6 separate regions of the Mus musculus genome follow, and all the other regions are linked to region 6. Evidence: chromatin contacts called from public Hi-C and promoter capture Hi-C data. All regions are on one chromosome and are shown on one strand. The core of a region is the stretch at or near the end of the contact, and the rest is flanking DNA. Distances in the headings are between cores, read along the strand shown.

What was found. Promoter capture Hi-C pulls out the DNA fragments that hold promoters and counts their contacts. A called contact is a pair of places that touch in the nucleus more often than the background predicts.
Region 1: a Hi-C map of CD4 T cells shows a contact between it and region 6, with 4 times the contacts expected there. The contact joins the promoter of Ero1b here to the promoter of AW209491 in region 6. A contact is called at or near these places in 4 of 39 promoter capture datasets (liver, neutrophils and pre-B cells) and 1 of 484 Hi-C or Micro-C datasets (CD4 T cells).
Region 2: a promoter capture Hi-C map of stem cell-derived epiblast-like cells shows a contact between it and region 6, with 2.5 times the contacts expected there. The contact joins the enhancer-like site here to the promoter of AW209491 in region 6. A contact is called at or near these places in 3 of 39 promoter capture datasets (the 3T3-L1 cell line and stem cell-derived epiblast-like cells) and 1 of 115 datasets of contacts at active chromatin or transcription factors (astrocytes).
Region 3: a contact with region 6 is called in a promoter capture Hi-C map of pre-B cells, with 5 times the contacts expected there. The contact joins the promoter of Mtr here to the promoter of AW209491 in region 6. A contact is called at or near these places in 3 of 39 promoter capture datasets (liver and pre-B cells), 2 of 484 Hi-C or Micro-C datasets (CD4 T cells and erythroblasts) and 2 of 115 datasets of contacts at active chromatin or transcription factors (pro-B cells and thymic regulatory T cells).
Region 4: a contact with region 6 is called in a Hi-C map of the G1E-ER4 cell line, with 3 times the contacts expected there. The contact joins the enhancer-like site here to the promoter of AW209491 in region 6. A contact is called at or near these places in 4 of 39 promoter capture datasets (the 3T3-L1 cell line, 3T3-L1-derived adipocytes and liver) and 1 of 484 Hi-C or Micro-C datasets (the G1E-ER4 cell line).
Region 5: a promoter capture Hi-C map of liver shows a contact between it and region 6, with 2.8 times the contacts expected there. The contact joins the promoter of Lgals8 here to the promoter of AW209491 in region 6. A contact is called at or near these places in 3 of 39 promoter capture datasets (liver and pre-B cells), 1 of 484 Hi-C or Micro-C datasets (B cells) and 1 of 9 other capture datasets (adipose tissue).

Annotation. Positions count from the first base shown.
Region 1 is chr13:12,563,676-12,568,332 of GRCm38.p6, reverse strand. It overlaps Ero1b (endoplasmic reticulum oxidoreductase 1 beta), which reads right to left and starts at 2,450. Exons shown (of 16, transcript NM_026184.2): 1 at 2,155-2,450. The coding sequence starts at 2,256.
Region 2 is chr13:16,766,799-16,771,714 of GRCm38.p6, reverse strand. No RefSeq gene overlaps it. Among named protein-coding and RNA genes, the nearest start is that of Gm25020, 440 kb to the left of the region's middle. Within about 2 kb of position 2,129, at least 17 of the 459 cell types and tissues checked have an H3K27ac peak or open chromatin away from gene starts, as enhancers often do. A contact at or near this core is called in stem cell-derived epiblast-like cells, where this site is marked.
Region 3 is chr13:12,255,385-12,260,136 of GRCm38.p6, reverse strand. Mtr (5-methyltetrahydrofolate-homocysteine methyltransferase) reads left to right here and starts at 2,024. Exons shown (of 33, transcript NM_001081128.3): 1 at 2,024-2,275.
Region 4 is chr13:17,625,288-17,629,834 of GRCm38.p6, reverse strand. The region is part of intron 6 of Sugct (succinyl-CoA glutarate-CoA transferase); the gene reads left to right. Among named protein-coding and RNA genes, the nearest start is that of Gm40826, 58 kb to the left of the region's middle. Within about 2 kb of position 2,599, at least 20 of the 459 cell types and tissues checked have an H3K27ac peak or open chromatin away from gene starts, as enhancers often do. A contact at or near this core is called in the G1E-ER4 cell line, where this site is marked.
Region 5 is chr13:12,459,990-12,464,623 of GRCm38.p6, reverse strand. Lgals8 (lectin, galactose binding, soluble 8) reads left to right here and starts at 2,886. Exons shown (of 10, transcript NM_001199043.1): 1 at 2,886-3,383.
Region 6 is chr13:14,628,680-14,633,618 of GRCm38.p6, reverse strand. It overlaps AW209491 (expressed sequence AW209491), which reads right to left and starts at 3,361. Exons shown (of 2, transcript NM_134067.4): 1 at 3,255-3,361.

The sequences.
Region 1 (4,657 bases), core at 1,201-3,700, 2.1 Mb after region 6:
GCATCAGATATACAAATGAACATCCTCTCACATAGTCAAAAACATTTTCCTGCTTTCAATATAGAAGGCAAAGTACCTATTTCCTTAAATGACTTTGATTTCTTGTGAACAGAGGTGTTTGTTCAACAATTCTAATTCTTCCTCTTACTTTTACTCTTTCTCCCCCTGCACACCCCGTCCCCCAAGTTTAGGATGCATGAGAAGTAGAGGAACTGTCTATGTTCCACCTTCTGATTGTCTGGTCTCTGTTTTTCTGTCCACTGAAGCAAGTATGCTGATTTGTTAATGCTGGGTAGAGCATAAAGGGCTACATTAGGGCCCCAGTTTATGTAACTTAATAAGCCAATTAAGCTCTCTGAACTTCACTTAACCACCACAGCCTTACACATGATATGTACCAAATAAAATGAGGTAATATATAATTAAACATGTTACAGGTTAAAGTGCTATCTAAAAATGACATCAAAACTGTATTTAGAAGAACAAAATATACTTTTGTAGACAGGCACGGTGTTACTTTGAAATGCACAAATATTTTATTGTTGATATATATATTACAAATATATATCAACAAATAGAATTACAGGTACATTATAAACCACTAATTACATGTGATTATTGGTAGCTAGAGAAACCTTAAGTGAAGCTTCTAGACTAGTGATTTTAAAAGTATACAATTAATTAATGACATATATCAAGCAAGAAAACAAGAAATCAGACTTTATTTAAAAGTTCTAAATGTAAGCTCCACTCAAGTCAAACACTCAAACTAGTAACTACAAAGTAACTTTGCTATTGACAGCCTAGGAAATTTATTTTTTCTAAATCTGATAGATACACCCAGAATCCTATCATAGTGTTTGCCAAGCCTGACTAAAGTATAGTGGAAAGAACAATTGCATCACAGACACTTACAAGGCTTGTTTAAAATTCTGATTCCTTGCTCAGTTCCAGATGGACTCAGCAAGCTCCACGTTTAACAAAAGGTTTCTTTTCCTTTCCCTTTCTTCCTTCTTTTCTCTGACTGGTTCATTGTTTAGTTTTTTGAGAGAGGGTCTTGCTATGTAGTCCTGGCTAACCCAGAATCTCAATATGTAGGCCAGCGTCCAACCTGCGGCAATCCTACTGTTTTTCCTACTGTTTGTGTTTTTTACCCCTGAGAGCTGAGGCTACAGGTGTATGCCACTGTTCCTAGCTGTTTATTTTTATCAAATCATTCAAGAGAACTCACACATGGACACAAACAGAATATTCTTGTATTCTAGGACTTCATGCTGGACACCATAACACCATGAACAAGGCAGAAAAACATGTTTACACGGTTACTCTCACAGTTACCATCATTTTTTTTTCTCTTAGCAATGAGTGTTAATTGCTTCAAACTGCATGCCCCTCATTATCAGGCCATCTGAGACACTTTTGTTTTTCTTCGGTTTTGGCTCTTCGAGCTAGCACTTTGCAGCAGGTGCAGACAAGATATAGCAGCATCTGGCAACCTGTTCAAACCTTCCTCACTAAAAGAGGCAGAGCTAACCTATCTCTTTTCAAGGCAAGAGGCTGTGCTTTGGCTTTCGAGTATGTAGTGAACACTTCAGTAATACCTGCCTAACCAAGGCAACGTCAAAGTCTACCGGACTGTCCAGCCAGCAAGCCTCACTATAGACTTAAGAAGCCCACAGTAGGGGCCTAGGCCCTCCAGTGTCATAACTGGGCTCACCTGGCATGCCACTTTGCATACGTAGGACAGGTGGATAATTATAAAGCGGGTAATGCCTATAGCTATCTCTAGAGCACAAGTTCAAGGAAATGAAGTAATGCCCCCTCTAGCCCAGGAAGAGGATGGAGGGTCTGCCTCCCTGTCATCTGAGGGAAGGATGTCAGAGGTTTGTGTCCCCAACACCTTCACCACTCAAGACTTGTGTCTCCCCGTCACCATCACAAAGATAAAGCCGCTAGCGCTTACTGGCCGTCACCATCTTCCTCTTCCGTAAACCATCACCACGCGTGTCGTGTCCCCGCGCCCGCCGCGCTTTACAGACGTTTCCCGCACTAGCCGGCGCGGTTCTCAATCCCTGGCTGGCCACTCGCACCTGCACCTCGGCCTCTCGGCGACGCCGGCGTGACCCGTCCCCTGCCTTTGGTCCTCGGGCTTACCTGAGTCTTGACCAGACTTGAGAGGAAGCTCAGGGTGACAAGCAGTTGCACCGCGGCCGCCGCCCCCTGCCCAGTAACGGCCCGGCGGAACCCCGGACTCATGGTGACCTCGGCCGCTGCCGTCGCCTCGGCCGATCGGGGCTGGGGAACGACGGCCCGCCGCGACGACGACAGCAGGGGGCAGTGCCTGGGAGCCGGGAGCCTCCAGGACCCGGGGTCTGAGCGCCGGTCTCGGGCAAGGAACACTCTACCGTTCGCAGCAGCAGCGACTGATGTACCAGTGCTGCGCGCCCCCGCTTCATCCCAGGAGGCCCCGCCCCCGGCGTCCTCAGTTATGATCACGCCCTCTGCGCAAAGCCTTCTGGGAGTTGTAGTCCCTGTAGCCCCTTGGGGCCCCCCCACAGTGGGAAGGTCTTGAAAATGGAGAACTACAGGCTCGGAGGTCGCTCTGCCTCCCTGAGGCGGGGCTCCGCGGCGGCCAATGAGGCGGGACCACGAGGCCTCCAAAACACCCAGGAGCAGGCGGGAGAGTGGGTGCTGTTTTAGGGGTTGGCCTGAGGTGGTGGAACCTCTGTTTCGTCGCTCTGAGAAACAAGACTGTCCACCCCCATCCCCGCAGGTCTTCAGGCACTATGCCAATAGCTCTTTGTCACCGCTTGACCTACTGGGGCCAGGATTTTCTCGCCAGGCCGGCCGAATCTTTGACTTGCTATTCCCAAGAGCTTTCTTTGCCTTTTTTCTCACCTCTGCAGCTACCTAAAACCACCTGGCATCTTGTCAGGAAGTCTTCAGCACCTCCTTCATGTCACATGCCCCAGAAGTATCATTGCTTGGTGTCTCCACTACTCCTCTACCAACACCAGAAAATCTATAATACATTTTAAAGGATGAAGGAAAACCCCAGTCTATACAGTGAAAAACGAAGAATCGGGATAAACGCACAGAAAAGCTTAAAGGGACATAGACTATCCCAAATGTAACACATTCTAGATGGTTTTGTGGTCTTAATTACACCTCAAATATTGTTCTGGGATTATGTAAGGTTATGTACATAAGCTTCCTGTAGTCCCTAGCAAATAAGTGATCAATTAATGGTAATCGCTAACTTTACCGATATTCCTGAGTTATAGGAAACTTACATTCAGTAGTATGTATCAATTTGTCATTGTTGATGTAACAAATGACCAGAAGGGTAGTGATTGAAAACAACCCCAATGTATTATCTTACATTCTGGAAGCCAGAAAACTAAAACAAACTGCATCCATTTGGAATATTCTAGAGAATAATGTTTCCTTGCTTTTTCTAGCTTCTATGGCCAATCAAATTCCTAGATTCAGGACCTCACATGACACAGTGGCATAGCCTGCTTTTGTCGTCTGTGCTTTCTGACCCTATCTCTCTTGTGTCCCTACATATAAAGACTTTCGATTGCATGGTGCTCACCCGGATAACCCAGGCAATTTCCTGATCTCAAAATCCTTAATCACATCTTCAAAATCTCCTCTGGCCTCTCTGGTAACATGAGAACATTCGCATCCATGATTCCATCTAGACCCACTGCATGATCTGTAGGGTCAGCCAGAAATGAAAGTCCAGGGGAAATGAGAAGACTTTTAAGGCGGAGACAACAGAACAATAAACCAGTCCAAGACCCTGGAACTTCACAGGCCATCTTCCCATGTCACCAGCTCCCTTTTCTCCACATAGCTAACAGAGAACTGTGTGCGACTTGCTTCTCAAAGCTGCCTTTCTATGCTCTTCATCGCTCTGCGCTTTGGGTATGCATGGGACTTTCCTCAGGTCCCTTTGTGCTGCAATTGGCCCAGATAATGTGTACATCATGGAACATAGCCATTTTTTTTAGTTATAAACTGCCTTATTTTTAAATTTCACATTTTAAATATCTGATATCAAGGGCAGAAACCATGCCTGTCATTCGGAGCACTTCAGGGCCTGTCACAAAGAAAAACTTGAGCTTTTCTATCAACTTTTCAATTGGTAGAAGAAAAACAAGTTTACAAAGATTATAATGGCACACACACCATTTGTTTTAGCTCAGAAACTTTACTCACAATGTTTGGAAACATTTTTTTCTCTCAGTGAGTGAAATCAGACATGGGTGTTTTTCATGAAAAAGAAAGGTTCACATTGCCCTGTGCTGTGATCTGTTTTAGCGTTTGCTGTAATGAGCAGGATGAGGAGTTGATTAATTGATGAATAAGCTACTGTCCTCTGTTTTAGCCTTGCGGTTTATTTCTTATTAGAGCAGGCATTGCCTTTATAATGATACCCATGCTCCTTACCTACACTCCTTAACTTCAAACTTCCCATCCTAGTTAGGGGTTTGCAAGTTGAAACAGGAAGAACCTTTGTAGCAAGCTATAGAAAAATTCAGATCCAGCTAGATTTAAAAACAATAAGAAAACTAGTAATAAGTCAGGAAAACTGGCAACTTTGGGAATGAACAAGGCTTCATCACTTACAGTTCCAGAAAAGTGAGTC
Region 2 (4,916 bases), core at 880-3,379, 2.1 Mb before region 6:
ATTATTGGACTTCATGTCTTATAACACAGGAAATAGATTCATCTGTGGTTTCCTCTATGAGAAAATGACTCCATGGTGGCAGATAAGTAAGAAGGTGAAGAATATCTCTTTGGCAAGTGTTCTCTAAATGGCCAGAATCCAGGCCCAGGATTTGTATCTTAAAATGTAATCGGAGAACCATAGATTAGGGTTAGAAGAGTTGGAAGCTCCTTTAGCCTCTGAAATTACCAGCTCAGGTCCATGGGTGATTGTTTAATGCTTCTTTACTTAGCCATGCATTCAGTGCTGTTTTCCCATTGTAGTTTGCTGTGATACCCTTTACACAAACTAATACCCACATTCAGAACATGCACACATACATGTCCTCTCTGGTTCTCTTAAGATCTGACATTCTTTTACTTTTATACTCAGTATCTCTTCTACCACTATACAGAAAGTTGTAATAAAACAGTGATATCAGTTGTTTATGACAGTGTCTGTAAGCATGCAGCATAGGCTGCAAATAATATGTGCTCAATAAATACTTGTACCATATAAGTACTATCCAGGCTTAATCCTGCTTAGATTTTGATATCAGAAGAGATCATGGTCAATAATATTATGGCTAAAGACTCATTGAGTATCTCTGAGTGAAGAATGTCTGATGTCATATCTTGTTCAGGATTCCTGAATTTTCCCTTCATTTCACTATTCTGGATTCTTCTGCATTTTCAGAATCTTTTACCTTTATTCAATATATCCCAAAGTCCATTGTCTTCTCATGATCATTGTCCTCATTACCCTCACCATAATCATCATATAACATTGTTTGCGTTTCTACAATGGGGAAATCTCCATGGCATATTCTCACAGATCCTCAAAGACCAGGAAGGGCTAAGCTGTACATTCTATACATTCCTTTGGTAAAGTTGTTTCCATTGTGAAACCCACTTCCAAGAATATATTTCTCTCTAGCTCTTTTTTTCTTTTTCTTTTTCCTTTTCTTTTTCTTTTTCTTTTTCTTTTTCTTTCTTTTCTTTTCTTTTCTTTCTTTTTTTTTTGAAAATGGTGTGAATAAGATGAATATGACAATGTAAGTCATAAATTGCTTTTCATCTATCAGGGACAAGTAAGTGGTGTAATGGTCCTCTAAATTCTTGTGTTGCCCCCTGACTTCTAAGTAGAGGGAAATGTGCTTCTTCAGTGTACATAATTCTGCCTTAAGTAGGGGAAATATCCTTAGAAAATGTCTGACATCTAAGAAGCACTCAAGGTTTTGGGAGGCACGCACAGACAAAATCCCTCAGGCTGCTCCCCTTCTCCCTCCTATGCTGGTGGCTTGAATTTGGGGGATTTGTGGTAGAGCTAAGCATATGTCCATACTTTTTTCTCTGAAGCCCAGCTGTCACTGTGTAGCCTCTGTCTTCCTGTACATAAAACATCCCCTGTACATCTGGAGACTTGGAGAAAAAGGTCTGCCAGTCTGCACATGGGATTTGCAGCTCTTGGCTTCAGCACCTGTGGGCTGAGTGATCTGGAATATATTTGTGTTTCCTGGTCACAGTTGGAGCAGTGAGATTTGACCCTTAGAAGGCAGTGGCTTATTGCAAGCCTGTTCTTAGTGCTTTTAAAATCGTGTGCGCATTGCAGGAGTAAGACACCTCTGCCTACTGAAAGCCAGAGGAATGTGCCTGGAAGCCAAGTCTAGACAGAATTCCTAGGTGGGGAATCAGTGGGGACAGAGGTGAACGCCACACGGTTCAGTCCAATTTTCTGTCCTGCGTTTTTAGCATCTTTATGTTTCTTGGTTTCAGCCAACATGAGAGAGAGAGAGTTTGTGAGCTGCAGATGACCATAACAAGTGGGTTGGGGTTTCCACTGGCGATTAATTTAAATGCTTCACCTTCCTTCCACTTTTAATCTGAAGTGCATTATGGTCCCCAAGGAAGCCCCAGCATTTTACAGGCCTCTGGTTTACTGAGGGGAGCAGCAAATGGATGGAAAACTATTCTTTGTCATGTCTGGTTTACAATGAGTGGGGATTTACGGAAACAATTGCATTACAAAAGCACTAATCCCAGTTGTCAGTGTGATGAGTCAGATAGGGAAACAGGAGGAAGGCGAGGTCCTTTCCATTTTGTTTTCTACATTGACTGGAGCAACTTAACAAGCCAAGACCAAGGCAGCTCTGAGCCACACAGCTGGCACTCCATAAAAGACTGTCACCTCAAGCCCTCATGTGGTCAGTGGCCTTTGTTTCTAAATGTTTGTTGCCACCCATTTCAAATTCCACATCTTGAGACAAACCATCATCTTAGCACTAACCATTTTGTACCTCCTATCCTTCACATCCCTGCCACAAACAGAACAGCCCTGAAATCCCACAAATTTTACTTCTTGCTTCACGTGTACACAAGCATCCTGCCATTCCCCTGAGTCCCTCTGCAGGCTCTCCTCAATAAAGTTCTCCATCCAGCTCTATTCTCAACCATAAGCCTTCATCTCACTCAGCAATGCTCCCAAAAGCGTCCCACCTTGTTCTTTCTGGCCTCATCATGTACTTTTTTCTTTATCATATTAGGCAGTTTATGGTTCATGCAACACTACTGCCCCGCTCATAACAAAACATGACCTTGTTTCATGTTCTTGGTTTGTTTTCTTTCCAGACATTTCTTACTTGCTTCACTTAGATAACCTTAGCTTCTCAAGATGGGGGTGTAGTCCTCCCTCCTGGAAATCTTAATACTTTCTCCTCCACAGAAGCATGCATCACAAAAACAGATGCTCCTAGCTGGCCAAAACTTCCCAGGTAACTTCGGAATAATTGGATGGTACCTCCTCCTCAGTTTTCAGGTCAGCAGTATCTACATAGTGTTCATAAAGTCTTTTTGTGAGGTAAACTTCAGTTTCCCATAAGTGGTAAGGGGTTGCTTATCTGGGAACTACTTTATTTCCTGACTTCACAGTAGTATAGACTAACCCTCAGTATTGCCACCCCTGGTATTGTGGTATCATCCTGAGTGAGGTAACTCAGAGCCAAAAGGACATGCATGGTACATACTCACTAATGAGTGGATATTAGCTAAAAACAAAAGCACAGAATACACAAGATGCAGTCCACCGAGCTCAAAAAGGGCAACAAGCTGAAGGGCCCAAGTGAGGACACCTCAGTCCCACTTGGGAAAGAGAAGAAAGCAATCACAATGGGGGAGGGAGGGAGGGATCTGAGAGGGAAAAGTGGATCATTGTGGAGACAAGGGTTGAGAAGGAAGTATGGGGATGTAGAACAGTCAGAGGGTAGACTGGGAGGGGAATAAAATCTGGAGTGTAAACAAACAAACAAACAAACCCCCCAATGCTAGCATGAAAACATAATGGGTCCTGAAGTCCATTCCAGGGCTTCTAGCTTTGAAGTCACTCAGTGGCCTCCCTGTAGCTTTAAGAAGCCTTTTCAATGGGTATTTAATTCTATAATGACTGAACATATGATTACTACTGAATGTTTTACAAAATGTTTCAGAGTGAAAGACAGAGAGAAACATAGGTTACCCTGTGTGGGTCAAGGACACAGTGTAGTAGCATTTCTAAGGTTCCAATGTCTATCCTGTCAGGTAGAGGCTCTAGTGATCCTCATGCCCACTGTTACTAAGTGTGTACTGGTTCTGAGTATTGGCTGCATATGTGGGTCACGTTCCTGATTTGAATGGTCAGGGCACATTCTAACAGTGGGCTTTTTAAAAAGCTCCCTGAATGTTTTGAACCCTCCCCTCCATTAGACTACATGAACCTCTGAGGCCAGCTTCACAGCCACTCAAACAGTTTTCATTGTACCTTAGCCCCAGAGGAACTGACAAATGTTGAGGCAATCTCCCCTGAGCACAGATTCATATGACTCTTCCCATCAGGGAATCGAGAGAAATGTGTCAGGAGGAGATAATCGGACATTGTACTTACATACCTGTAACTGTTATTCTTAAACTGTGCTGCACACACACAAACAATATGCTGTGTCTGTGGTTCCATGGCATGAGGCGCAGAGGGCACTACCATGCCCCCATGCACTGAAATGACATTTGTATCTTTACTTCTGACTTAGAAAAGCCCAAAGATCCACCCTGCATGAATCTAGGTCCAAGGGCAGCCCTTATGTTTGAATACTGCCTGAAATAGCCTGATTGTTTGCAGGTGTGTTGGTTTCTGTATATTTCCAGTATTTTCTTAGTATTCTTGAAGTAAATTAAAAGATTCCTCCATCTTTGGGACTGCAACTTAAAATTTAACATTTTTTCCAACAATAAAAAAAATACCAATTTCACTGGGGTTATGAGAGTGACATCCCTGTGGTGAGAGTTCTCTCGGCTTCTGGGTTCCACACACCTTAAAATGGAGGCAATGTCAGAGGTTGGATGTTTGATGTAAGCTTCATATTCATTTGACAGACAGAATGAGTGCTTGAAAGAGCAAACAGAGTAAATCCCCTAACCAGCTGGCTGTGGAAAATGGTAAAAGCAAAGGCCAGCGGACACCTCTTATTTTACCTCTTCCATCACTTCCTCCAAACAACAGTCTCTTCTCTAACGTAGGGGATACCAGTAAGGCCAGAGCAGGTGAGACTCTCTGTTTCCGTACTCTCCATGGTGAACAGTGCTGGGGGCAGGGGTAGTGACACTTCGCTGGGCAGCATTTTCTCTCATGACTTCCTCTAGTAAATTAAATTAATTTTTAAAAAATTAATTGTATCTTTAATTGGATCTCATGTCTGCTATGGTGTTACAAAGAGGACTGTAATATAAGCTGTGACTGGGCATGGTGGCATGTGTCTTTAATCTCAGCAGTGGGGGCAGAGATAGGCAGGTCTCAGGATTTCCTAGCCAGCCTGACATACAGAGCAAGTTCTACAAGAAACCATCCAGGCCCATGAAATGAGACCCAACGTT
Region 3 (4,752 bases), core at 775-3,274, 2.4 Mb after region 6:
CCAGGGGCTGCCACAGTCCCCACCATGTCAGCTGCATTTCCTGGCGCCTCATTGTATCTGCCTATGGCCCAGTCTGTGGCTGTTGGGCCTCTAGGTTCCACAATACCCATGGCTTATTATGCAGTTGGTCCCAACTATTCACCTGGCTCAGCAGTGTTGGTGGAAGGAGGGCATGATGCAGGTGCCAGATTTGGAGCTGGTGCCACCGCTGGCAACATTCCTCCTCCACCTCCTGGATGCCCTCCCAACACTGCTCAGCTCGCAGTCATGCAGGGAGCAAATGTCCCTGTAACTCAGCTCAAGGGAAACTTCTTCATGGGTGGTGTGATGGTTTGTATAACTTGGACCAGGGAGTGGCACCATCTGAAGGTGTGGCCTTCTTGGAATAGGTGTGACCTGCTTGGAATGGGTGTGTCACTGTGGGTGTGGGTATAAGATCCTCACCCTAGTTGCCTGGAAGTCAGTCTTCCACTAGCAGCCTTTGGATGAAGACATAGAACTCTCAGCTCCTCCTGCCCCATGCCTGCCTGCATACTGCCATGCTCCCACTTTGATGATAATGGACTGAACCTCTGAACCTGTAAGCCAGGCCCAGTTAAATGTTGTTTTTTATAAGACTTGCCTTGGTCATGGTGTCTGTTCACAGCAGTAAAACCCTAACTAAGACAGGTGGCTACACCATGTGGTGAGGAACCATGGTCACTCCTGTGCCAGGGAAGACATCTCATACCTTCAGCACTTCTCACAATGTAACTGCTTTAGTCATATTCACCTGAAGTTGCAGTTTAGACACATGTTTTTGGGGTGTCTTTCTGGTGTCAAAACTTTTGAGGCACTTTTCAAATTTAATAAGGAACCATGTAAGGGTAGCAGCCCCTCCCTAAAGCATTCTGAGGTAGGGGGTATCCATTCTTCAAATGAATGTGAGTGAAGCAGCCCAAGGTGCTTCCTTAATTCCTCTGGAGTGATGCTGTGCCATGCTGGTCTTTGCTTCTAGTAATAAAACATCAAATTAGGTTTGGAGGGAACTTTGATCTTCCTAAGGGAAAAAAATGTTATGTTTTATTTGTGTATTTCCTCTGACTAAAAAAAATATACCCTTCCTTTAAGACCCAACTACTTTGTTTGTTTGTGTGTGTGTGCGTGTGTGCATTGTATGCATGTCTGTGTGCTAAGATAAATGAGCTCCTGTATTGCAGAGCCCAAAGGAGACCATCTGTATTCTCCTTTCTCACTATCCACCTTATTTCTTTAGCCAGGATTGTTTTCTGAACCTGTAGCTCACTGGCTTTTCATTCAGACTGGCAGCTAGCAAAACCCAGGAATCTTCCCGTCTCTGCCCCAGATACTTATTTGCCTTAGAATACCATAAACCCTTTGGGATGTTTCCTACTTTCTTCTTTCCATGTTTAATTATTTGTGCAAGTTCTTACTGGCCCACTTGTGCTATCCAAGTGTGTATCTCAACTTGAGTGTTTTACTCAGTAAATGTTTAGTATCAGTGTGGCCATTAGCATCTATAGTGCCTCATAATTTCCATAGTGTACTCACGGGTTCTTTTTTTAACCCCTGTTGCAAGCCTATAAATTAATAGTCACTTTCATTCTAGTCTTTCTTTTCTGTGGATGAGGGAGACAAGATATTTAGTGTCTGCAAAACTAAGCTACAATTAATTTTCTGACTTCAGATTCCTGGCCCTTGATACTCCACCACTGATGAGAGCCAATACTATAGTATGAATTTTTCGACTAGAACTTGGAGAGGTCTTTGGGAACCATTTCCAGAACTCAGGGAAGAGACGCTCTGGTCTCCATAGGGACCCAGTACTCAGGACTACATCTCCCATAGGGCCACGGAGCAAAGCCTCCGGCGATTGGGTAACGACCAACAGCCTATACACGGCGGCGAGGAGCTGTTGAGGGCCAATCACATGCCGGGAAGGGGGCGGGCCCTCCTGCCGGAGGCTAGATTGAGCGGAGAGCTAACGGCGCAGTGGCGGCGGCGGCCGTCTCTACGTCGTCAATTCCTTTAGTCTGTCGCTGCGGCCTTGCTCTGTAGCGGGGAGCTCTGCGCTTGGGAGTTCCGTAAGAAGCGCGTGCCCGAGGCACGGTACCCGGAGGCCCGGTGTGTCGGCTCTGGAGCTTCGGGGATCTTGTCAGTTCGTCAGGCCAGAAAACGCTGGCTGGAGCCGCCCGCGGTGGAATTCTTTGGAGATCAAGCCTTCCCTGCTTGAGGAGGACTCTTGGCGGCGCGTCGCCTGCGCTGTTGTCACTCGGTAACTCCTCCATCCAGGTCTAGCGGTTCTGTGGGTGCCTCGGCTCTCCAGGAGTTTCTCCTTCGGAGACCCAGCCTGGAGTTCGGGGGGGACGCGGTCCTTGCTGGGTCTCTTTCTTCACTCACCCGCACACGCTCGGTCCGGTGGCGGAGCGACGAGCGCTGCCTTTAGCGCTGCAACTTCTAGCAACAACTTCCCGCGGGGCTCCTGGGAAGTTCTGCATGATATAACTGTATTCAGTAAATGTTTACGGAAAGCTGTCTGCCCGAGACGAGTTCAGATGCTGGGAGGCCGGTAAGGCAGCCTAGACAGTTGAACCACGTGGGGTTTTAATTTCCTTTTCTACTCTTTACTTTTGGAAACTCTGGCTTTAGCTTGACGGTTGCCTGACTGGACTCTCAGTACCCAGGAGTGGGGATGGAAGGCAGAATAGTAATCGCAAATTACTCGGATATTGGTGGCTCTGGCCTCCACAATGAGAAAAGACACAAAGGGAGTATAATTTCAGTTTTGAGTGTCTTAAAGATTTGGAGAGAGATTCCTATAAGACGTGTGAGTGAGGTAAGACGTAGAGTCGAGAGAATTAGTAATAAGGACATCAGGTTGTGCTTGCCCAGCGGACAGGAAGCTCTGGTTTAGTTAATCCCTAGCTCTGCATAAAGCTAGACTCGAAGGGGTTTACGTCTAAGGCTATTCTCTGGAACACAATGAGTTCTGGACCAGCCTCGGTAACATGAGATCCTGTTTCTTTTTAAGACAGAACAGTGAGTATGGTGTGGCATAGTGTGTAGCCCTAGGAGGAGGGTGAATATCTGACAAATAGGGCTGGTAGAATTGTTCTTGAAACCAGTGGGACATTGCCCGGCAGCACATTGCTGTTGCTATAAAAAAAGATCGCTCTTTTTCATAGAGTTACGGCATGGTTATTTAGTCTTTTAGGGCTTCAGGCTTCTTCCTTTCTTTTTAGAAAAAGAAGAGTAATTGAATATAGTTATTGCTGCAGAAAGCCTCTGAAAATTTAGAATAGATTAAATAGTGATCCCTTGCAGAAAATGAGAGAAAATGGTTGGCTATTTGCACCTGGCCCTGCTCTCTTCTCCACTTTCCTCCATGGGTGAACATCAAGTTCTAGGCTCCTTACCTGTAGCTTAGAAATAGTTCTGCCTCTCTCACCTATGTGTTGGTATTACAACCACGTTGCTTTAACATCCTAAAAAACCCTTAGCCACTGGTGTCCAGCTTTTGTTTTTTGTTTCTTTCTGTGTTATTTACTGTTATACTGTCAAGTCTCAAGGAAGAACTAAGATTACCGAACTTCAAGGTTGAACTGAAAGCTGGATATGTCCCAGGCTGTGGATATGGTTCAGTGGTGGAATGCTTGCCAAGAGTAAATCCCTCCAGCAGATGGTCAGGGAGAGGGTATAACCTCAGACCCTGTGTGTGAGAAAGTTTCTGCTGCAGCTTCTAGTGATCTCATGTTTCTCCCTTGCATGCTTTTATGAACTTAGCTAAGAGTGACTAATGGAAGAATGAATAAAAGGAGCCAGTGAATTGGTAGCAGCTCAGATCTCTTCTGGCCTTTAAAAATTAGTGGGAGAAAAAAATATTTCAAAAATGAGATAATATGTGAACAGATGCCTATAAAATGTAGCAAATCAGTTCAATCTAGAGATTAGAGGCCCCAGATGAAAGATGTGTCCTCCAAGGAGCTTGTGGAGCAGATTGTAAAGTAGCCAAAGCGGGAAACTGCTGAGAATGCATTGAGGTAGTTTGCTTGTAGTGCAAAAAAGAGAAGTATTTTTTATTCTACACCATTTTGTCCTGTGAAAGGGAAGTCCTTTTGTGACCCCTGTTAAGGCCATTCTCTCCAGAGGAGCTGTGTTCCTGACACTGTAGCATGTCACTTACAGGCCCATATTAGGAACTAATTGTCCTATAACTTGTTATTCTTTAAGTTGCTTGGTTTTCACTTGTTTGTTTGCAGTGCTGGGGTGCTAGGGAGTCTGCTGTAAGCCTTCGTACATGCTAGGCGAGTGATTTACCCTGAGCTGTAGCCCAGTCTTAGGTAGTTCTCGGCTACTACCTGACTTTATGTTCCTTTCAGCATCTGGTGGGTGCTGTCACCAGTTCTACATCTATTTATCCTTTGGAATATTTGCTGTGAAGACAAATGGTACCAAGTCAAGAGAAGGAAGAAAAGAAGAAGGAAAAACAAAACCTAAAACAACGAAATACCCGATTCTACAAAGCTGTAGGATCTACTCAAATTGGGGAAAATACAATTGCTTCATGGGCTTATTCACCAGGACGGGTCTCAGAACTCTTTTCTATGTAGCACTTATTTACATGCACACAGATATTAAACATAAAGCTGTTTCTAATCATCTACTGGGAGTTACTATGAAACCATGCCGCCTTTTATTCACCTTAAAAGATGTGTCAGAGAATCCGTTCTACATAGAGTAGTCGTCCCTTCT
Region 4 (4,547 bases), core at 1,350-3,849, 3.0 Mb before region 6:
TCTCTTTCTTTGTTGGATCTTTTTGTGGTTTAGCTGCAGCCACTAGCAGCCACAGGTTACTGGGTTCCTGAAAGGAAAGATGGGGTTTGGATGGGAAAGGCAGTAAAAGAAATAAAGACCCAAGGCAACGTTTTCTGATTAAGGCCAATGTTTACTCATGACAGGGTTTTTTTTTCTGGATTTACTTGAGGTTTACTTTGTCAGGATAGCTTGAGGAAAACAAGTTCAGCCTCTCAGCACGTAGTGGCGTCTTGGAGGAAACCACAGGCGTGGCAAGACAATAGACTTTACCTAGGTCGGAAGACTCCACCCTAGGTGGGCTAGCAACTGTGGCAAACCAGGTCTGAGCCAGCCTGCTCAAGACTGCAGGGAGGGCACATTTAGGTATGAGTGTAATTGTGGCTTCATAGAATGAGTTGGTTAGTGTTCCTTCTGTTTCTATTTTGTAGACTAGTTTGAGAAGTATTGGTATTAGGTCTTCTTTGAAGATCTGATAGAATTCTGCACTAAACCCATCTAGTTCTGGGGTCTTTTTGATTGGGAGACTTTTAATTACTGCATGTCTTAGTCAGGGTTTCTATTCTTGTACAAAACATCATGACCAAGAAGCAAGTTGGGGAGGAAAGGGTTTATTCGGCTTACACTTCCATACTGCTGTTCATCACCAAAGGAAGTCAGGACTGGAACTCAAGCAGGTCAGAAAGCAGGAGCTGATGCAGAGGTCATGGAGGGATGTTCCTACTAGCTTGCTTCTCCTGGCTTGCTCAGCCTGCTCTCTTATAGAACCAAGACTACCAGCCCAGAGATGGTCCCACCCACAAGAGGCCTTTCCCCCTTGATCACTAATTGAGAAAATGCCTTACAGCTGGATCTCATGGAGGCACTTCCTCAACTGAAGCTCCTTTCTCTGTGATAACTCCAGCTGTGTCAAGTTGACACAAAACTAGCCAGTACACTGCACCTATTTCTTTAGGGGTTATGGAACTCTTTAGATGATTTATGTGATCCTGATTTAACTCTGGCACCTGGGATCTGTCTAGAAAATTGTTCATTCATTCAGATTTTCCATTTTTGTTGAGAAAAGGTTTTTGTGGTAGGATCTGATATCTTTTTGAATTTCCTTGGTTTCCATAGTTATGTCTCCCTTTTCCTTTCTGATTTTATCAATTTAGATACTGTTTTGTGCCCTCTGGTTAGTCCGGCTAATAGTTGATCTATCTTGTTGATTTTCCCAGTGAACCAACTCCTGGTTTTGTTGATTCTTTGTATAGCTATTTTTGTTTCTGCTTGGTTGATTTCAGTCCTGAGTTTGATTATTCCTGATGTCTACTTACCTTCTGTGTTTACTTCGTTTTGTTCTAGAGCTTTCAGGTGTGCTGTTAAGCTGCTAGTGTATGCTCTCTCCAGTTTCTTTTTGAAGGCATGCAGAGCTTTGAGTTTTCCTCTTAGCACTGCTTTCATTGTGTCTCATAAGTTTTGGTATTATGTGCCTTCATCTTCATTAAATTCTAAAAAAGCCTTTAATTTCTTTCTTTATTTCTTCCTTAACCAAGTTATCATTGAGTAGAGTGTTGTTCATCTTCCATGTGTATGTGGGGTTGGTTTCTGTTGTTTTTGTTGTTATTGAAGACCAGCCTTAGTCTGTGGTGATCTGATAGGATGCATGTAATTATTTCAATCTGTTGAGGCCTGTTTTGTGACCAATTATATGGTCAGTTTTAGAGAAGGTGCCATGAGGTGCTGAGAAGGTATATTCCTTAGTTTTAGGATGAAATGTTCTATAGATATCTGTTAAATCCATTTGGTTCATACCTTCTGTTAGTTTCACTGTGTCTTTGTTTAGTTTGTGTTTCAATGATCAGTCCATTGCTGAGAGTGGGGAGTTGAAGTTTCCCATTCTTATTGTGTGAGGTGCAATGTGTGCTTTGAGATTAAATAAAGTTTCTCTTATGTATGTGGATGCCCTTGCATTTGGAGCATAGATGTTCAGAATTGAGAGTTCATTTTGGTAGGTTTTTTCCTTTGATGAGTATGAAGCATCCTTCCTTATCTTTGATAACTTTTGGTTGAAAGTCACTTTTATTCAATATTAGAATGGCTACTCCAGCTTGTTTCTTGGGACCATTTGCTTGGAAAAAATTTTTCTAGCCTTTTACACTTAGGTAATGTCTGTCTTTGTCACTGGGGTGTGTTTCCTGTATGCAGCAAAGTGCTGGGTCCTGTTTTTGTATACAGTCTGTTAGTCTATGTCTATTTATTGGGAAATTGAGTTCATTGATTGTCCTGACCCGGGGGACCCAGTTATTCAGGGGGTCTGAAGGGAACCTTGCCTGAAAGAGAAACTGGTGGGAAAGAAGAGCTAGACCAAGTAGATGATCCTATCAAGGTCTGTTTATTGCGAGTAAGGTTACAGAATATAAGCGGTAAGAAGGAGGAAGGAAGCAAAGAGGGAGAAACTTGCCTGTGCCTCAGTCCGGGGGCAGGGGTGGTTCTGCATAACTGCCCGGGAAGGTGCTATCTACTCTTAGCTCAGGGGACATTCTGTGGTTTTTCACAGGAAGTTTATAGATACTATTATCTGATCTTCATGTTCTGTCAGCTGTCATTTCAAAAGGTCGAAGTCTCTCCAGGAGGGAGTGGAACTTTGGCTTATGATTCAGTGTCAGTCCCCAACATCTCTCAAAAGGACAGAAGTTTCTCAAGAAGGGAGGGGAGCTTTGGCTTATGGCTCAATGTAGGTCTCCAACAATCGATGTTAAGAGATATTAAAGAAAAGTGATTGCTACTTGCTGTTATTTTTGTTGTTAGAGGTGGAATTATGTTTGTGTGCCTATCTTCTTTTGAGTTTGTTGAAAGAAGATTATTTTTTTGCTTTTTCTAGGGTATTTCCCTTCTTGTGTTGGAGTTTTCTATCTATTATCCTTTGTAGGGCTAGATCTGTGGAGAGATATTGCATACATTTGGTTTTGTCATGGAATATCTTGTTTTCTCCATCTATGGCAATTGAGAGTTTTGTTGAGTATAGCAGCCTGGACTGGCATATTTGTTCTCTTAGAGTCTGTATGACATCTGCCCAGGTTCTTCCAGCCTTTATAGTCTCTGGTGAGAAGTCTGGTGTAATTCTGATAGGTTTGCCTGTATATGTTACTTGACATTCTCCCCTTCCCGCTCTTACTATTCTTTCTTTGTTTTGTGTACTTGGTATTTTGACTATTACATGATGGGAGGAATTTCTTTTCTGGTCCAATCTCTCTGGTTTTTTTTTTTTTTTTTTGGTTTTTCGAGACAGGGTTTCTCTGTATAGCCTTGGCTGTCCTGGAATTCACTTTGTAGACCAGGCTGGCCTCGAACTCAGAAATCCACCTGCCTCTGCCTCCTGAGTGCTGGGATTAAAGGTGTGCACCACCAACGCCCGGCTGGTCCAATCTCTTTTGAGTTCTGGAGGCTTCTTGTATATTTATGGGCATCTTTATTTAGTTAGGGAAGTTTTCTTCTATAATTTTGTTGATGATGTTTACTGGCCCCTTACGTTGGGAAGCTTTACTCTCTTCTATAACTATTTTCCTTAGGTTTGGTCTTCTCATTGCGTCCTGGATTTCCTGGATGTTTTGGGTTAAGAGCTTTTTGCATTTTGCAATTTTATTGACTATTGTGTCCATGTTTTCTATGGTATCTTCTGCCTGTAAGATTTTTCTCTTTCATATCTTGTAATCTGTTGGTGATGGTTACATCTATGACTCCTGATCTCTTTCCTAGGTTTTCTATTTCCAGGATTGTCTCTCTTAGTGATTTCTTTATTGTTACTATTTCTATTTTTAGATCTCGGATGGTTTTGTTCAATTCCTTCACCTGTTTGGTTGTGTTTTCCTGTAATTTGTTAAGGGATTTTTGTGTTTCTTCTTTAAGGGCTTCTATCTGTTTAAAGTTCTCCTGTATTTCTGTAAGGGAGTTATTTATGTCCTTCTTAAAGTCCTCTATCATCATCATGAGATGTGATTTTAAATCAGATTCTTGCTTTTCTGGTGTGTTGGGTTATTAAGGGCTTGCTGTGGTAGAAGAACTGGGTTTGGATGATGCCAAGTAGCCTTGGTTTCTGTTGCTTATCTTCTTGCCCTTGCCTCTCAACACCTGGTTATTTCTGGTGTTAGCTGGTCTTGCTGTCTCTGATTGTGGCTTGTCCCTCCTGTAAGCCTGTGTGTCAGCACTCCTGGGAGTCCACTTCTCTCTCAGAGGAATTTGGATATGGAAAGCTGTGGCACAGGGTCAGCTCCACACACAGACGGAAACAGGAAGGTTCTTGTGGAAAAGATAATTTTTAATATGATAAAATGTTTTCAGTAACTTAACATAAATTTCAACTATTTAAACCTAAGTGGAATATAACTTTTCCATATTCCAGATTTCTAAATATATATTTTCTCCAACAATAAAGATGATATTGAGTTACTTCTGTGTATTAGAACTGCTGTGAGAAATATTAAGACTATTGTGATATTGTGATAGTTTTCCTATAAACTGTGAGATTAAGAAGCTCTACTGGACTGCTT
Region 5 (4,634 bases), core at 1,637-4,136, 2.2 Mb after region 6:
TCTAGCGAAACCCAAAAGCTCCAGGTCTCAGTGAGATGTCCTGTCTCAAAAAGGAAGATGGGCCGGGCGGTGGTGGCGCACGCCTTTAATCCCAGCACTTGGGAGGCAGAGGCAGAGGCAGGCAGATTTCTGAGTTCGAGGCCAGCCTGGTCTACAAAGTGAGTTCCAGGACAGCCAGGCCTATAGAGAAACCCTGTCTCGAAAAAATCAAAAAAAAAAAAAAAAAAAAAAAAAGGAAGATGGGTGACTCTGCAGTAACGATACCCAGGTTAACCTCTGGCCTCTACACACATTTGGTTGTCAGTCACATGATGGTAAATGTTTCACATCTGGCTTTTAAGAGAAAAAAATCCTGAGAAGCAAGACAAGTGAGACAGCACAAATTGGCTCTCCTAGCTGGTCTGAGTAGACTTTAATCTTCATTAAATGTTCATGGATGTCTGGCTACAACCTACTAGTGAGTTTTACAAATAATGTAGTGGATTATAAATGGCATTTTAAACTTTAACATTTTTTATTTTTTGTGTTCTGCCTACATGTAGGTCTGTGCACCATTCGTGTCCATGAATAGTATTTTTTGTTTTGTTTTTTTGTTTGTTTGGTTGATTTTGGTTTTTTGAGACAGAGTTTCTCTGTGTAGCCTTGGCTGTCCTGAAACTCCCTCTATAGACCAGGCTGTCCCCAAACTCAAAGAGATTCACCTCCCTCTGTCTTCTGAGTACTGGGATTGAAGGACATCACTGCCCAGCCTATGAATAGCCTTTTAAAAAACTGGACAGAATATTCCAAACTGATTCTCCATTGAAACATATGAAGTCAGAGCAGAAACACTTATGCAAGGGTGGGCATCTCTCCAGCCCCAGTGAAAAGCTTTCCTTACTCTTCCACTTGCTCGATTCTCAATTCTTCCCAGCTAAGTGTTTTGCGAGTTTATGAGCCCTCTTCACAGGGCTTCTCCAGCTCTCATTTCTACACTTCTTTAAAGTCAGTTTCCAGTGAGCCCGGCAGCTACACAACACGCATTGATCCTGTTCCTGCTCTTTGACCCCTCAGAGCATTCAGAAACCTGGATGTTCTCTGTTTTGGATACCCATAGCCATTCCCAGCAGGTCGGTCTCTAAAGTCTCTCTCTCTCTCTCTCTCTCTCTCTCTCTCTCTCTCTCCCTTAATCCCCCTCTCTTTTCCTGACTTTTCTCCCAGGCTCTGGCCAAGTCTGTTTCCTCCTCCTATCTGCACTCCTAAAGGACCTCACTTCCAAGCTGTCATCCCCTCTTCCTCCCACCCATCAGCCTCAGCATGCTGATCTTTATTTTCAGAGCACACAGTTGCTCTCAGCAGCTCCGGGATTTTGTACTAGCTATTCCCACACCTTGGAATGCATCCAGCTCTGAGGTGAATTTATTATTTTAACTCTGTAAAGAAGGGGTCAACTCAGGCAAAACTGAAGATAACTCAACTGCTCTTCATTTTGAATAATGTAGCACTCAACCGAAGCCTGGGGAGCCCTTCTTTAGAGGCATTACAGTAGGGTTGGGAATGTGTATGGCAGATTCCCTATTGACCAAGCCAGCTCCGTCAGTCAACAGGTTCTCCAGGGAGGGAGTCGGAATTAAAAAGAAAAAAGACAACAAGACAACACTGTGGCATGACCCCAGCGAGTTCTGAGGCTGAGTCAGGCTTATAATGTTTTTCCAGTCTGCTTTGATACCAGTTTAAGTACATGCAAAATAATATCAGTTCTGGGTCAAGGACAAGCAGGACTATAAACACAAACAGTCAAGGAACAAAGTCCTGTGATCAATGTTTCCAGGCAGGGGCTTATCAAGATGACCAAGATATCTGAGCCTACTTCCCTCTCCTAGCCCAAAGTCACATTCTTGACTGAAGCCTACTTCTTTGCTCTAGCCCAAAACGATATTCCTGCCTGAGCTTACTTCTGTGTCCTGGCCCAATGTTTAATTCCTGCAAAGTTTCTAGAAACGGGCTCCAAAAGCTCTCCACACCCTATCTCTTACAAACCCCAGAAAGTGTAGTGAGAAGCCTACCACACCTAGTAATAACAACAGAGCTAAGACAACATACATCAAGGGTTAACTCCAGCTATTAAAGTAGAATCTTGAGGAGTTAATCAAAATTAGAAAATGGACATGAGGAAGGAGAAAAAGTAACGAATCAGAACACGAGGTTGCTGCTAAGAGGCTTTAAAAAAATAAAATACAAGTTCAAAACAAAATAAAACACACAGCCAGAGAAAAAGACCAAATGGCTATGTCAAACATGTCCTTTAAAAACAAACATGGCTAATATCTAGAAAAGAACATAACCTTGAGGCCATTAGGACATCAAAACTAGGTAGCTCAGTCAGCCATTCTCAGCGCCCTACAGTTTTATTTAAGTTTGTTCGTACAAATACGGGGCAAACCGTCAGCAGTGCAGCGCCCTGACTATGCAGCTCAGTGCTTATTGACCATCTACTCTGCTCAGAACTGAGCATCAGTGTCTAAACTGTTTCCTAAGGAAGCGTTCCCTGTAGTAAACTCCAGCACAGAATAAGCGGCCAATCACCCAGTGTTGACATGTTCTGGCTACTGCTCACAGGATGGGGTTTCTTGCAGGGACAAAGAAGAACGAATTCCTCCACACACAAGGCTAGTTATTGGCAATGAGTGGCTGCTAAATCTGATTGGCTCACAACATTGTTCAGTTCTGACCCAAGGCTGCAAAGGAGGCAAACCCAGGAGTACCCCGGCCACACCCCCCACGATTATTCTTTAAGTGTATTTTTAACACCCTTGAGATCAGGTATCTGTCCCAGAGTGACCCCGAATTCCTTAAGTTCTCCAGTATGACATTGAACTTGTGGTCCTCCTGCCTCCACCTCGCAGGGCTGGAACTACAGGGGTGCACCCCGACCGATTTGTGCAGAGCTGGGTGGAAATCAACCTGGGGGCTTCCAGCACGTGAGGTGAGCCACACCCCAACCCCAGCCAGCCACTCCCACAGCCAGCCATAGGTCTGCGTGTGTGACATTAAGAGCCCAACAGCCCCAGCTCGCAGCACTCGGACGCCCCGCCCCTGCAGTCGTTCTCGCGGAAACGGCCGCGGGCTGACCCCGCCCTCTGCCTGTGGCGGCTCCGGGAACCGGACGGCGTCCGTCAGGGGACACAAGTCGGAGCAAAGCGCTTACTACCACCGGGGTGAGTCCTGGCGACTGCGGGCTCAGGGACATCGGGATACCACTGTTCCCGGACCGGAATCCGAGTGTGGACACGGCATCCCGCCGTCTCCTCCGTGACACATGCACGGGGCACCGGACACCGGGAGCGATCGTGGGTTGAGGCTTGTACTGGGACCGTAGTGTCGGGACAACGCTGACTGCTGCGGTGAGGGCTCTCCGCTCGGCGGCTCACCTGCCAGGGAAAGGGCGAGCATCACCTGGATCCCCAAGAATGACAGGCCCAGGGACAGTTGACAGCTGTGTCACACTCCGTTATTCCAGACACGCACTTTAGCATGCTGCGTCATTCTATCCCAACGTTAAACACGGGGAAACGCAATTTCTCTGGGTTTGGGAATCGTCCTAAACCTAAGCCACGGCTTGTTGTGACTGACGGTGATACGTGTCTGGAGACTTCGGAGAGTAGTTATTTAATGCCAACCTAGGCCATCTTGATCTCTCTCCGGGAAAGATATCAATTATGGATGTGGTGATGGCAATTCCTTGTCTCCTTTTTGCTCTAGTTCGTGCTTCCTGGATTGCACAGAACAGAATTAAAGGCTCAGAGGATTTGAATAAAATGAGTTAGTGACAGATACTAGGTAGGGGTCTAGGGTGGTTTTTAGGGGTGTAACCAAGAGAGATGCAATTTTCTTTTCTCCGGTAAAATAAGAGATTTGGCGAGTGCCTATTGTCTACAGCCTGGCGGAACTGTAGGAAGTAAAAGACAGGAAACTCTAGTTTCATTTTCTGGCTTGGTTCTGGTTTGAGTCATCAGGACTAGAGGTAGTAAATGATTCAGTGGGCAGGGCGCAGTGCCGAGGGGGCGCTCTTATCTTTCAAAACCGGGCTGATGCAAAACATTGCATTTGGTATTCCCCGGAGTAACTCTGCCACCCCCACCCCACCCTCAACTTACTTAATTTGGCTGGTTGAAGAAGAGCAATGTTTTCTAGCAATAATAGCTAACACATACAGAGCTGTTTTCTGCTATTTAAACTAGTACAATCCTCAGGGCAATCCTATGATGTGATTCCTACTTGTTTTACTAATAGGAAAAGTTAAATGAATATTGTCCTGGTTTCAAAGCACTGCTTGAGTGATATTTGTGTCTTGGTTTTGTGTTATTTCCTAGCTTGTATTTTATTTGTATTTACTGCTTTTGATTTGTTTGGTTTTGCAGTGCTGGCACAGAACCCAGGGCCTCATCACACTAGGCAAGCTCTCTATTCAGCCCTTAAACATTATCTTGAGACAGGATGCCTTAGTCTCTATTCTCCTGCTGTGAAGAGACACCATGACCATAGCAACTCTTTAAAAGGAACGCGTTTAACTGGGGCTTGCTTATAGTCTGAGAGGTTCAAGTCCATTGTCACCATGACTAGAAAGCACGTGGCATGCAGGCAGACGTGGTGCT
Region 6 (4,939 bases), core at 2,112-4,611:
TTCTAGCTGCCTGAAAGCCAGTATTTTGCTAGCAGCCTTCAGATGAAGATGTAGAGCTCTCAGCTTCTCTTGCACCATGCCTGCCTGGATGCTGCCATGTTCCTGTCTTGATGATAATGGACTGAACCTCTGAACTTGTAAACCGGCACCAATTAAATGTTGTCCTCATAAAAGTTACCTTGGTCATGGTGTCTGTTCACAGCACTAAAACCCTAACTAGGATAACACCAATAGTAATAATGACAATATAGTATTATCTAAAATAAAATAAACAAACAACAACAACAAAAGCCTCATTGATCAATGGAAAATAAAGACCCATATATGAACTCCTCAAGCCATTTGACTTTTGATTTTTGACAAAGAAGTCAACAATACACACTGGAGAAAATAAAACAGCTAAATAGTCCTGGTCAAACTAACAGCTAACGTAGGAGAAAGAAACGGGATCCTCATTTCTCACCTTACACATAACTCAACTCCAACTGGATCAAGGACCTCAACCTAAGACCTGATATCCTAACTCTGATAGAGGTGGAAAAAAAAGTATAAAACATACTAGAAGCCATTGGCATAGGAAATGACTTTCTGAAAAAGACCTTTATAGTGCAGAGGTTAAGAACAATAATTAACAAGTGAAACCTGAAAATATAAAAGTTTCTACATAGCAAAAAATGCCATTACTTGAGTAGAGAGGCAGCCCACAGCATAGGGAAAACATTTACCGTCTATACACTTGACAGAGGGTTAGAGGCTAGAATGTATAAAGAACTGAAAACATATCCATAGAGATCAGAACATTACTAAGGGTCCACAGAGAGGGGCTTTTAAGGGAGGAAAGAGAACACACTGGTGGAAAGGGTTAAATGGAAAATGGAACAGGAATGGTTAACTGAGATGACAGTGAACTGTCTGGTAGAGGAGAAAATGTAGGAAGGAAAAATAACACGAAGGACCTCTCAACACACACACAAACACACACAAAAAAAACTAAGATGGAACTACCTTACAGCAGAGCAAAACAATGTCTCTACTAGATATAAGGCTAACAAATAAAAATCCCAGAAATGGATTATCTTTTGGAGTTGCTGGCCAGGGACGCTTCATAGATACCCAAACATAACGTGGTATTGCCAATCCATCTAGAACTTGATGGCTAAGACCGTATTGCTAAAAACACCAATTTGAGTCATAGGACATGGCGAAATGGAGCTCGTACACACCTAGAAGCTTCAGCTGTCCTGGCTAATTTTCATAGTTCTGCAAGGTGTTATGCAGGCTAACAGAGGAGAAAAGCAATCTTCAATAGTATCTGTGAATCCTTGGAGTTACAATTATGACTGGCCTGGCAAGACATGCCCATCAGTACAACAGCAGCACAAATACTATGGGAGTAACCAGCCACTTTACGGTTGGTATTAACATTTTGTCTAAGCTCCACCCCACAGTTACCTGGCTACAGCCAGATATGCCTGGCTCACTATAAAAGGAGCTGCTCGACCCCTCACTCTCTCTTGCTCTTGCCTTCTTGCTCTCCCTCTGTCATCTAGTCCCCCTCTCTCCCCATTCCTCTCCACGTGCTCATGGCCATCTTCTCCTCTCCTCCGCTCCCCTCCCTTCTCCTCCCCCCCCCCCGCCCCTTTTTCTGTCTCTCCTACCCTGTCAACTCCCCTCCCCATTCCCTGAATAAACTATTCTATACTATACTGTGGTCTTGTGGCTGGCCCCTCAGGGGGACCTCAGTATGGGCCCACGGAGGCATCCCCTTCCCCCATACTGACTACACATCCACCAAACATTCACACACACACACACACACACACACACACACACACACATATATATATATAGGATTTAAGTGCCACTCCATAGGATGAAACCCATACTTGGCATCATTATTAGGCTACGAACCTATGCTAGGGAAGTCATAGGCCCTAGGGGAAAACTTACCACTTTATGCTGCTAGATAGTGTAAACTGACTTATTATTATACCCATAAATGAATGTATTTTCAACCCTCATCTAAGAGGCTTCTATTGCAGTAGATAGTTATTAACACAGTTGTTAATACTCACAACTGGCCAAGGTGCAGAGACTAAAAGACTACATATAACTCTTATTCCTAAAAGGGACATATGTAACACTCATATGTTACTCTCACAAGGCTCAGGGATCATTGTGAAAGGAAAAAAGGTAAGACCTGCAATGAAACCTCCTCTGGACACAGCATGCACCAACCCTGCGCAAGCCTAAGCCAGCATGGCAACTGCTGGCAATTCTGAGCGGCTGGGAGAGGGAGAGACAGTTTTCTCTAGGAGTGTAGCCTCCCTCCCACCCTTCAGTGGAAGACCACACATCCTAGACTATTTGGGTAGTACAAAGCAGTCTTGAAGGAGGGGTGGAGTATGGGATTGGTTGAGTCATCCATGGTGGATATGAACCAAACACATGATATGAAATTCTCAAAGAACTGATTTTTTTAATGTAAAAACAACTGCTTAATATTAAAAATCCACAAACTGTCCAAACAAGAGGCTCTCCTAAACTAGTCATCCTAGGATCTCTCACCTCTTACTCCTTCAATAGATGATTTTTGTTTTCTTGGGGCTTGTTGGATTTTTTTGGGGGGGTGGTGGTGGAGGGGGGATTGTTGTTTGTGTTTTGAGACAGTGTTTCTCCACATAACCCTGCTTGTTCTGGAACTTAATATGTAGACCAGGCTGGCCTTGAGCTCACAGAAATCCACCTTTCTCTGCCTCCCAAATACTGGGATTAAAGGTGTGCGCTGCCACTCCCGGATACAGTCTTTTAAGGAGTTGCCTCTTGATTTCCACAGGGTTTAGAATATCAAGCAATCAAGACTGTCTGATTTCTGCATGTGATGTCAACTTAGCAATGTTTCAATAGAACAAAGGGGATAACCAACTGGCCTCCTGTTCCCATTCTGAAGGAAAAGATGGAAGGACCCAGAACACCACACCAGGTGGCCAGCCTGGCTGTTGGACTATGACAAGGTGCGAGAGCCTGGGGTGAAGTGTTTCTGCGTGAGTGTGGTTCCCATTCTGGTATGTCCACCTGCACCGCTGGGCCTGATCCAACAAGTCCGGATCAAACAGGCTCCAGCTGGCCTAGTGCTTAGAGGCCAGAGTAGGGAAGACGCAGTACTGACCCTTCCTGCCCCGAGACCCGGCCCATGCCCTCCCTCTCCACCTCCCTCTATTCCCCACTCACTCCCTTGGTCCCCGGATCCTCACCAGCAGCGCCAGACACCATGCGCACATGGCGAGGGAACACAGAGGCAGTCTGCAGAGACAGCTCACCAGTCAGTCCTCACCTTGTTCTGCTGAGAGGCACTCCGCCTGCCGAGTCCCGCCTCTGGCATTACGTGGTTCCGGCCCGGTGAGCTTGAGCTTGAGTCCCAGGCGGCACCGCAGCGACCATATTTGTTGAGGGCAACCGGCTTCTGCTACCAAAGCGACGGAAACCTGAGCTCCCAGCCAGCAGGGGCGGGTCAAGGGTTGGGTCTCAATCTCACTGAGTCCTGAATGCTAAAACTTATTTGGGTCTCAGATTTGGATATTTTTAGCAAAATAAAAATCGAGAACCATGAGGTTCCAAACGCCACTCGGAAGCATTTTTAGTTGCATCATCCTGGCCTTTACATAGAAGGAACCTTTAAATGTGCTGTCCTTCCGAACAGGGCAGAGAACTGCATAGCTTCAGGGGCTGTGGATATTTAGTTCAAAGTTATCCGAGGTGAGGGGGAGTTTGAGAAAGCAAAACTAATTTTAAGTATTTTTTTAAGTATTATTTTAAGTATTAGATTTCAATTGTGTTTTCCTTGTCCCAAGTACTACTTTAAGGATAGAAGTAACTCAGATCAGACACACTACCAAAATCTTAAGACAGGAGCAATATCTCATTCGGTGCTTTAAATATACTAAAAAAAAAAAAAAAAAAAAAAAAAAAAAGCTCTGTAGCCAGCGCTATTCCAAATACATTACACACGAATTTATTTAGTTCTAAACTAAAGGGTAAATAGATGTATTTTGCCCCTGAGGCACAAACAACGCTGTAAATGCCTTCAGCAAAGCCTGCCAGGGTTTATCAAGCACAAATTCCAGAGGGCTTTGGAACTTCAGGTGTGTCTAAATGGGGGGGGGGGGGGGGGGCAAGAATTAAAACCATTCTTTAAAAAGACTCCATTAATAACATACCAGAGTTCTTTCTCCCATCCAGGGCAGCCAGCCCATTCCTCCCTCAGAAATAAGTTTATTGTGATGTAAGTAAACAGGTGTCAAGATAGAAAGAAGCCCAACAAAAAATAGGCACCATTAGAAAATGGGAAATTTTCCTGATTAAATGTTGCCCCTAGCCTCCTTGCTCCTCCAATGCTCCCACCCCCTACACCTTTTCCCTTCAAACAGTAAATACGTAAAAACTTCCAAAGAAATCTGACAATCACAATCTACAAGAAGACTCATTCACAAACTCAACACTCCCCAACCTTCTCCGGCTTGGATTTGGAGGACAGAGAAGGCACATACAACAGCACGTTTCCTTAAGAAGTACCTTGTAACTGGAACCTTCAGCTACCTGATTACTTTGGCCCTCAAATAAGCTTCTCTTCATTTAAGGGCTGAAGGCACAGATAGGAAACAGCTCTTCGAAGTAAAGGCATATTCTAAACATCAGTGGACTAGAAAGTACAGTAAGGAATTGAAACACAGCAAAGAGCAAGAATCAGATATTCAGTTAACAGAAATTTTAGGTCCATAATCAAGAAAAGTAAAAGGAAAAATGTAAATATACTAAAAAATTTACAAAAAAAATTTTAATAAGGACCTACTTGGGCATTCGGTCTAATAACCATTAAGAAACTTATCAAATGTCCTTCCTTTGGCAGCACATTTTAAACTAAAACCCAAGTGATCCAGAG